Linked DNA regions of Zea mays: region 1 is linked to region 2. A link is a contact called in public Hi-C data. All regions are on one chromosome and are shown on one strand. The core of a region is the stretch at or near the end of the contact, and the rest is flanking DNA. Distances in the headings are between cores, read along the strand shown.

Region 1 (4,075 bases), core at 884-3,383, 220 kb after region 2:
TAGATCGATTTGCTGCCATTGAAGAGAAGAAATTGGAAGATCCTTACAGCATCAACAAGTGTATTACTGTGCTTGAAGATTTGGATGGTCTGCAAGTGGGAGATCTATTGATGGCATCTGATATATTCAAGACTAAGGATAACAGGGAAGTATTCTTATCATTTAAAAATGACGCATTAAGATTAGCTTGGATTACAAGGGAGATTGGTAAGATAGCAGATCACCAGAATTAGAAATAGAAAGCAAGTAAGGCATCTAATCTTTTGGTATAATTTAGAGCCTCTAATCTTTTGGCAAGCAGAGGTTCTAATCTTTTGGTAAGTAGAACATGCTTTTTACTAAGCTGACCTGGGTAGTATGTGTTTGTTATGTATTTTGGTAAGGAGGTAACCTTATCTCAAGTTCTGGACTCCAATCATGTCTAAGAAGATAAATCGATATGGAAATATATTATCATATAATGATTGTGTAGTTTACATTATGTTAAGCTCTTCGCGCTGAATATTGTGCCCACATCTGTTCTGCTATATGATCTCGCATTTGATTTCCAGCATCTCTAGAGTAATTAAATGCTTGTATGTCACTATGATAATTGTTATCTCCACTTGGCACATCAACGATTTGGCGTGGATCAATCTCCATGATATCATTGTTTGACCATGACATGTCACCATTATGTAGACGTATGAAATTATGTAGAACACAACAGGCAACAGATATGTCAATTTGCTTTTGAACTGGGTAGCGAGACGCAGTTCTTAAAATAGGAAATCTCATTTTCAGAATACCAATAGTTCTCTCAATATGATTGCGTAGTTGTGCATGGCGAAGGTTGAATAGTTCCTTGTAATCTCGTGGCCTTTGACGAGCTCTCCCCTGTTCTTGTATATGGTACCTAGTGCCACGATATGGTGCAAGAAATTGTGGTGTATTTGCATAACCAGCATCTACGAGATAAAATTTACCATGAGGTATATGAAATCCATGGGTAAGTGCATCTTGTAGAACCCTTGCATCTGATGCTGATCCCTCCCAGCCAGCATGCACATGTACAAATTTCAGATCAAAGTCACAAGCGACCATAACATTTTGTGAGATGGTCTGCTTCCTATTCCTGTATGGCTCTTGTTGTTGTAATGGAATGGTCATTGGAACATGTGTACCATCTATAGCACCAATACAGTCCTACAAAAACGAAAAATATATTTAATTATCATAGAATAAATTATCAATAATATGTTATGTATTTTGTACTCATACCTGGAAAAAGGGGTAAAATTGGGGTCTGCTTAAGATTGGATGGGGTTGCAAGGAAGGTGGACATATGTAGACACATGTGAGCTGTGTGATTGCATCAAGAACCGCTGCAAAGTGTCGACTAATTGTTTCTCCACTATGTTGAAAAAATTCTTGTAAGGTTTCATTACTTGCATTTTTTGCCATTGCATATAAGAAAATAGCAACTTGCTCTTCCACTGCAATTGCTCTTGTATCAGCAAGGAGATTTTTTTCACGCAATTTATTGACCAAGGCTTGAAAAATTCCAACCTCCATTCGGAAATGTCTTTTGCATAAACTCTCATGTCCTGTTAATATCTCTGTAACTCGTCGAGCCCCTGTCATTTCTGATGTATGCATAGGCCTCTTCTCAGATGAGTGTGATGATTCTACTTGTAAGGTAGGAAGAACAAAAAAGACAAACTCATCCTCACTTTGTGATCTACGATAGTTCGTTGGATTCATGGGTACTGAAGATAAAGGAAATCCCAAAATGGATAATTAATACAAAGGTGGAAATATAAAATTTTGATTAGAAATACATTAGCGTAGTCACATAAGACAGTAACGAACCAACCTTTGTGCAACCGAATGCAAGATATATAGACAATCAAGTAGCCTGTAGAAGGATTTGCTTGCTGTTGTGGAAATGAAGTTGTTGGCATGAGAGAGTGAGAGGCAGCAAGCTGATGAGCGCATATATATATATATATACACCTGTATGCAGTAACGCAACGGCTAGGGAGCCTCGTGAGCACGCAGCAACAACGGCTAGTTTCAAACTTAAAAAAAATGATATTTCAAACTTCTTACTTCCTTTACTTTTTCCTACGCTGTAGCCAAATAAGCCTTCTATCATCTTCCTCTGGTTTTGAATCCTATAGGATTAGAAAATACATCCATTCTATTTCCTGAGTTTTTCCTATTCCCGTGGTTCTGAAATCCTGTGTTCCAAAGGAGCCCCTATCCTGTACTCTCTCTCAGTCTCTCTCTCTCCCCCCGTTCTCCGTTCCACATCGCGTGCGCATTGAGACGACGAGTTTCTAGAGCGCCGTACCGCGCACGGCTCCCGAGCCCCACCGCAAAGCGCCGGAATCGTGAGCGCGTCCGGCCTCGCCTGCTCCGCGGCGAGAGGCGGCCGAGGAGGACGGGCGATGTACCCGGTGGTGACGGGCACGCCGCCGGCGCGGCTGCCGGCGGCGTCGCGGGTGGACAAGGCCACGAGCCACCTGCTGCAGGGCCCCGACTGGGCCGTCAACCTCGAAATCTGCGACACCCTCAACGCCGACCGCTGGTACGAGCGATCGTTGCCCTCTCTCTCTCTCTCTCTCTCTCTCTCTCTCTCTCTCGCTTGCTATATTTGTGTGTGTGTGTGTGTGGTGGGATTTCGAAACATGTTTGGGGTTCTTCCTGCACGGGCTGTAACGGCGGCGCGGCTTTGCAAATTCCGTTGCCTCGCGTCGCGGCTCGCACTGCTCATGGGAACTCCTCTGGTTGGGGTATTGGTTTGGGGCCGTTGACCTGATCGCTTCTGGGGCCGATTTGAGGGTTGTTGCTGGCTACAGACTAGTAGTTAACGTGATTTCTGGGAAGTAACCGGCCTGTGGCTCTCGGCTGCTTTCTTTTCTGTTGCTCTATGTTGTTCGGAGGGGGCATTATGCACCAAGCAGAGGACTTTGCATGCCAACTTTTACCATAGGGTGGCAAGTAGTATAGATGTTGAAAAATCTTAAGCTGGAGCTTCAGCTCAGGTGGAGTCCTGTCTGCGTCCGCTGATACTTATCTACGGAACTTACCTCAAACTGTGGAGCAGCTTAGCTACATGGGGTCTCGTCGTGATGCAATACTGTTTTAGTGGCAAGTTCAAGTGCTTGCTTTCTTTCACAGCAAATGGGAAAGATGAAGCCTAGAGGTAGTTTTGCCATTCTCTGTAATGGCAACAACCCGAATCTCGCTATAGTTGTTTTTCAGGGTAACAGGTGCATTTTGGAATTCATAGAGGGACTTGGGGGTATGGGTATTGGTCACTTTCCATTTTATAACGAGTCATTTATTTACAATCATATATTCTGTGGGATTTGCATTTTTTCATGATTTATCTTTTATTATAGGTTTTAAATAGAAGCCTACAAAATCCGAACTGTAAGCTAGACTATTCTGTTTAGACATCACCATCAGGAGACATAAGCAGAATATCTTAAATAATTGCATTTCTGATTTTCCTGGCTCGGAACTTATGTATTATGACTCTGAATCAGGCAAACGAAGGATATAGTAAAAGCTGTGAAGAAGCGATTGCAGCATAAGGATCCAAAAGTTAAATTCTTTACTTTGACGGTGCGGACTATAATCAATCTCATGATCAATGATGTTTCTGTAATATTTGGTGTGGGATTACAAGTATTTTATGCACATGAAATATTTTTAACTGTTCATACCTCCTGTTGAATTTCTGCAGTTATTGGAGACAATGATGAAGAACTGTGGTGAATATGTTCATTTTGAAGTTGTTGATCAGCATATTTTACAAGAGATTGTTAAAATTGTCCAGAAGAGGGTATTTTCATCATCCTCTCCTATTATCACTGTTATTATGTTGCTAAGAGAAACAAGAATAGTTGGATGTTGAAGGATCTGTCAGTTTTAAAGTTTCACCAAAATTAGCTAAACTATTTCCAGTGTTATGCATAAATGTTTTTCATATATATTTTGAACTCCATGAGGTATAACCATTGAAAAAAAAATCATTGTGTAGCAAGCTTTAACTATGTTTGGTCAGGTCAGTTTGTTTTGGGGT
Region 2 (4,692 bases), core at 652-3,151:
AAATCTCCCCTCTCAAACCAAAAAAAAAAAAAAGAATGCAGCACATCGGTCAGATGAGTAGATGACGGTATGATGGATTGTTGGTGCTGAACGCTTCAGCGCATTTCTGTTCGTTCATCCCACATGAGAAAGCTTGCCGTTGAGCAAGGGATTAGGTTGTCGTGCTCTCTGCTGTCAATATATGGTCAGGATGTGTTCATATATGTGATGAGCAATATATAAGCGATTTATCAGAGAGAGATGATCGCACTTTGATTGCTGTGGGGCCTATCAGCGATTAAAGGAGGCAACATCATATTGTGCCACCCTCCACTAACCCCTGGGCACTGCCTCGTAAAATCATCTTCGCAGTAGTGGTAACGAATACGCTTCTTAAGATGGGTTTGAACCTCAAAACCGTCGGTTTGAGAGTTTTTTTTTCTGACGTCCAAGCTTTGATATTTTTTTTTGCTTTTTAATTCTCTGGACATTTTTAAAACTTTCTAAAAAAAGACGTGTGCAAAATTTTAGCTTACTCGAAGTTTGTTCGATCAAGTTTTAGTTTTTCTCCTTTTGGTTCGGACCGCTGAAATCTATGGTCGTGGTCGTGGAACCTCCGAACTAAAATGCAGAACCTCCACGCTAGTGGTCAAATTAGTTTCATAGTTTTCCCGGATGCTTCCATCACTTGTTTTGGCTTCCGCTTTAACAGTCTTGGCTTCCGTTTGACTTGTTTGGCTTTGGCAACTTAAGTTTTTTTTTAGAGAGAGAGAGAGAGATATGTTTGTGTGGTATGTTTAGGACATAAGCCAAATTTTTATTGGTGCAGTTTGGATTCCTTTATTTTAGAGGAATTGAAATCTACTCTATAGAGTGGACTATTTGGCTTGAAATTTGACATCCTACCAACTTGCAAAGTTTAGATATAAATGTCTAGCTCTCCGATGTAATTAAATTGATTTTATATATCTATATAGTAGGTCATATTTCTACTCCACAATGTATAACACATAGATATCTTCTCGCGTAGCCAATAGTATTATATAAATCTATTATGCTATAGTAGTTTAATTGGTCTGTGCCGCTAAACCCCCACAACTCCACGAGGCCACATGATAACGAATTCAATACATAGTATTTTCTACAGCAGAAACCCAATTCCACTTGCACGATTACCATTTTTAAAGAGGACATATCTGATGCACATGAAAGTTTAGTGTACATGGTGCATATAATAAATCATCACCACTCATATTAGATCTAACGTTTATATTTGTTTGGTATATTTTTTTAAGGACACCCTCCGACGTAGTGGGTTGTAGTGGTGGAAGGTGTTATTTGTAAACTGGAATGATCAACCACCAGAGACGTTAGATCTAAATTGTATAGTGATGATTTACTATGGGCACCATGTGCACTAAGTTTCCATGTGCACTAAATATGTCCCTTATTTTTAAATCCAGATAATGAAGTAATCACGTAACTTTTATTTTCTTAACAAATTAATTTCGTAACTGTTTCTTAATCATCAATCTTTTTTTTTAAACCGTCATCGTACCTACCAACCCATAAACTTTCGTCGTGGACCGTCCTCTCTCCCCACCAGCTGGCGCTCCGGTCCCCATCATCTGAACGGCTCCGCGAACGAGCGCGCGGCAGTGTTGAAGCGTACCTTTCGCCTGTATGTACTCCAAAGCAGAAGGGTTCGAATTTCCAAAAGCTGGCGATGGCTGGTGAGTCGAGCTCGAGCCGGTGCGTGACAAAACGACCCACCGAAGGGAGCAGTCCTGGCAAGTACGGTACCCACTCCCCCGTTACCGTGCACCGCCGACTGGCTCGACAGCTCGACTGGTATGCGACGGCCACCCGGCCCGCGCATGGCGCCGAAGACCTGATTATTGGGCGTCGCTCGCTGGTGTGGTGCCTGGACCACCGGCCACCGCCTTCGCTCAGTAATGGGCCTGTTTTTGCGCGAAAATGGAGGCACTGTACGTCCGGCCCGCCGTGCTGCCGTTCCGATCCTTTTTCGCTTTTGCCGTGTGGCCCAGATTCGTTCTGACCTCGGAACAGTCAGAGTCAGTCTTCTGTATGTGGCAGTGGAACATATGTGCATTCACTCCCTCCTAAGAATATACAAGCTCTACCAAAACCATGGTATTTTAATATTTATGGACCTGATTTCCATTTGCTGGTCCCAACAACAACAAGCTTAGTGCTTAGCTTAGGGTGGACCGCGCCGCCTAGCTAGTACTAGTAGTGTAGCCTGAGTCGACATTACCGCCAATGCAACATGCATGTATTCCGGTCGACGGTGTGCCAACTGTTAGCTACAGTCTACTCCTCCAGGTACACGTACGTGCATCATATCCCCGGCGGCCGGCGCCGTGCCACTAGTGTCCTGTTCATGGCGGTTCGACACGTACGTGTGTGCCTGCACGTCGTTCATGGAGCTAGCTAGTAGGAAGAACGCGATATATTGACAACGATCAGCTAGTTACGTTCTTGCTGACTGGTAGGTAGTGCCCGTACAATTAAGCACCGGCCGGATGACAGACAGACAGACACGGTAGGCCGGCCGGGGGGCACAGCCTAGCTAGCTAGGAGCTAGCTACCACCGCGATGGAGGATAACAGATGCATCATGCATGCACGACTTTTGCAAGCACAGCAGTGACTGACGACGACACATCTCATCTCGCGCGCGTGCGTGCTTTGCCTTTATCTTCTTGTACGTACGTACTCTTCTTCTCTAGGTTGCCTACATCCGAAGAAACCAGCGAGACAGCTGCGTGCGAGTCGATCGAACTGATCACGTACCTAGCTAGCTATCCCTCCGTCCGCCAGCCACCGAGAAAGGGAAGTGGCGAACATGATTTGAAGGCACACGATCAGTAGTCATGAAGGGAAGAAGTAGCTTGTCCATGCATGCATCTACCCCTCTCGCTCGCTCGCTACGATTGCGAAGGGGCAGTGCAGGCGGCTGCAGAATCACCGCGACCGATCCATAGAGATAACCACACAGAAGCGGAGAAGCCTTGAGTGGTCCTGAGCCGCCCGTCGCGTCACGGTCGCCATAAAAATGGAGCTCCACGATGGAGAGCAGGAGAGGGCGCGCATAAACTACAGTAGTGCTATATATGCTATACTAGCAGATCTGCTGCGTCGCCGTGGTTCCGGCGGCCGGCCGCCGGTGATCGATCCATCAGACTATACACCAGCAGATCTGAGTTGGCTCCGTCCTCCTGTAGCCCACCGGTCACATGCATTCAACTACAGTACGTATACATGCTTCATATATATATGTCTTCTGGGGGGGCCGGCCAATTGCCTACTACACTACCACTACACCACCTCCGTCCAGCAAACCGGTGCATCTCCTGGACATCATTGGGCGGCGTGGCCACCGGGCATGGCGTCTCTATTCTCTAAGAGATGTGTGGCTCTGGGGGTGTCGTACGTCGGAGATGGCCGGCCGGCCGGGATGGAGTACGTAGAGACGACAAGTCGAACAAGGGTATTTTCGTCTATACAGCTAGCTAGAAATAGGGTCGGCATTAGGCAGTGCTTATATATATAGGTCGTCCAAAGGCGCGCGTGTTGGACGTATACAATGGCAAATGGACTGAAGGAAAGCAGAGATTATTACGATGATCGATAGATTTATTAATAAATACCATGAGTAGTAACGATATATAGGTCTTTTGTTCAAAGTCACTGGTGCTATTTTTTTTTTACAAATAAAAAAAGAAAAGTCGGTGTTGGTGTTGTTGTTATTAGAGGCATGACACCAATGGTTGAGCTTTGGATCCGTGCGTCCTGTGGTAGTGCTGAGTCTAACCGAGCCGTGTAGAGTTTAATCAAGTCTATATGACAACTTTTTAAATTCGACCGATCGGGAAAACATGTTTTTTTGATGTATCTATTCAGTTTGTTAGAGATTACTTCTTTTATATACTCGGTCGAACTTTGTGTAATTCGGTTTAATTTAAAATCAAAATAGGGAATCGCATCCTCTTTACAATGATTGGTATATATATATGGTTCAGAATTATCCAGACACACTGCTAGTACTTTTCTTCTTTATTTCTTCTACGAAGACCTCGAGAACTTTGAAAAGTATAAACCACTAATATATATATGATAGAAATCGTTGCTCCATCCATCTTTTTTCATACTTGCCAACTGTATCAGTATCACCACCATATATACACACAGGGACAGGGAGGCGGGAGCATCTCTGTCCTTGATCGACTAGCTAGCCAGTACCCCTACTCCTCCACTGGGTAAAAAGGTGGCCGTGCGTGTCGGTGTCGGTGTGGCCGTGCGTACGTGCGTCTGTATGGCCATACAATGGAGGTGTGGCTAGCGAATTGAACGCGCGCGCAGTAGGCATGGAGTCGTCCGAACATCCGGAAGGTTAGCCGGCAGGCACGTCCCTTGCGGAAAAGCGAACGTGGACACCCCATCCCGTCCGTCCTGCCAGTGCCTGCCGGTGGTCGACCCGGACGTCATCCCACCAGAAGATTATTACCGCACGTACAGTTGGTATGGTGTTTGTGCCGCTAAACTATACCGTAGGCTACAAACTCGGGTTGCATGCTTGCGGACGGGTGACTAGATAACTAATCTCAGGTAATTTAGTAGGTGTTTGAATGCATTATAGTAGATGCTAAAATTATCTTGAAGACATAAAAACAATCAAAATGATAGTTCA

The links. Hi-C and Micro-C count contacts between places; a contact is called where the count stands out from the background.
Region 1: a contact with region 2 is called in a Hi-C map of ear, with 2.1 times the contacts expected there. The contact joins the promoter of LOC103630478 here to the enhancer-like site in region 2.

What each region holds. Positions count from the first base shown.
Region 1 is chr6:164,678,801-164,682,875 of Zm-B73-REFERENCE-NAM-5.0, forward strand. It overlaps LOC103630478 (putative nuclease HARBI1), which reads right to left and starts at 2,134. Exons shown (of 3, transcript XM_008651526.2): 1 at 1,856-2,134; 2 at 1,261-1,748; 3 at 478-1,185. The coding sequence starts at 1,943. The coding sequence ends at 484. LOC103630481 (TOM1-like protein 6) reads left to right here and starts at 2,268. Exons shown (of 4, transcript XM_020539590.3): 1 at 2,268-2,572; 2 at 3,537-3,615; 3 at 3,737-3,835. The coding sequence starts at 2,433.
Region 2 is chr6:164,461,245-164,465,936 of Zm-B73-REFERENCE-NAM-5.0, forward strand. No RefSeq gene overlaps it. Among protein-coding and RNA genes, the nearest start is that of LOC100281430, 4.4 kb to the left of the region's middle. Within about 2 kb of position 1,902, at least 19 of the 20 cell types and tissues checked have an H3K27ac peak or open chromatin away from gene starts, as enhancers often do. A contact at or near this core is called in ear, where this site is marked.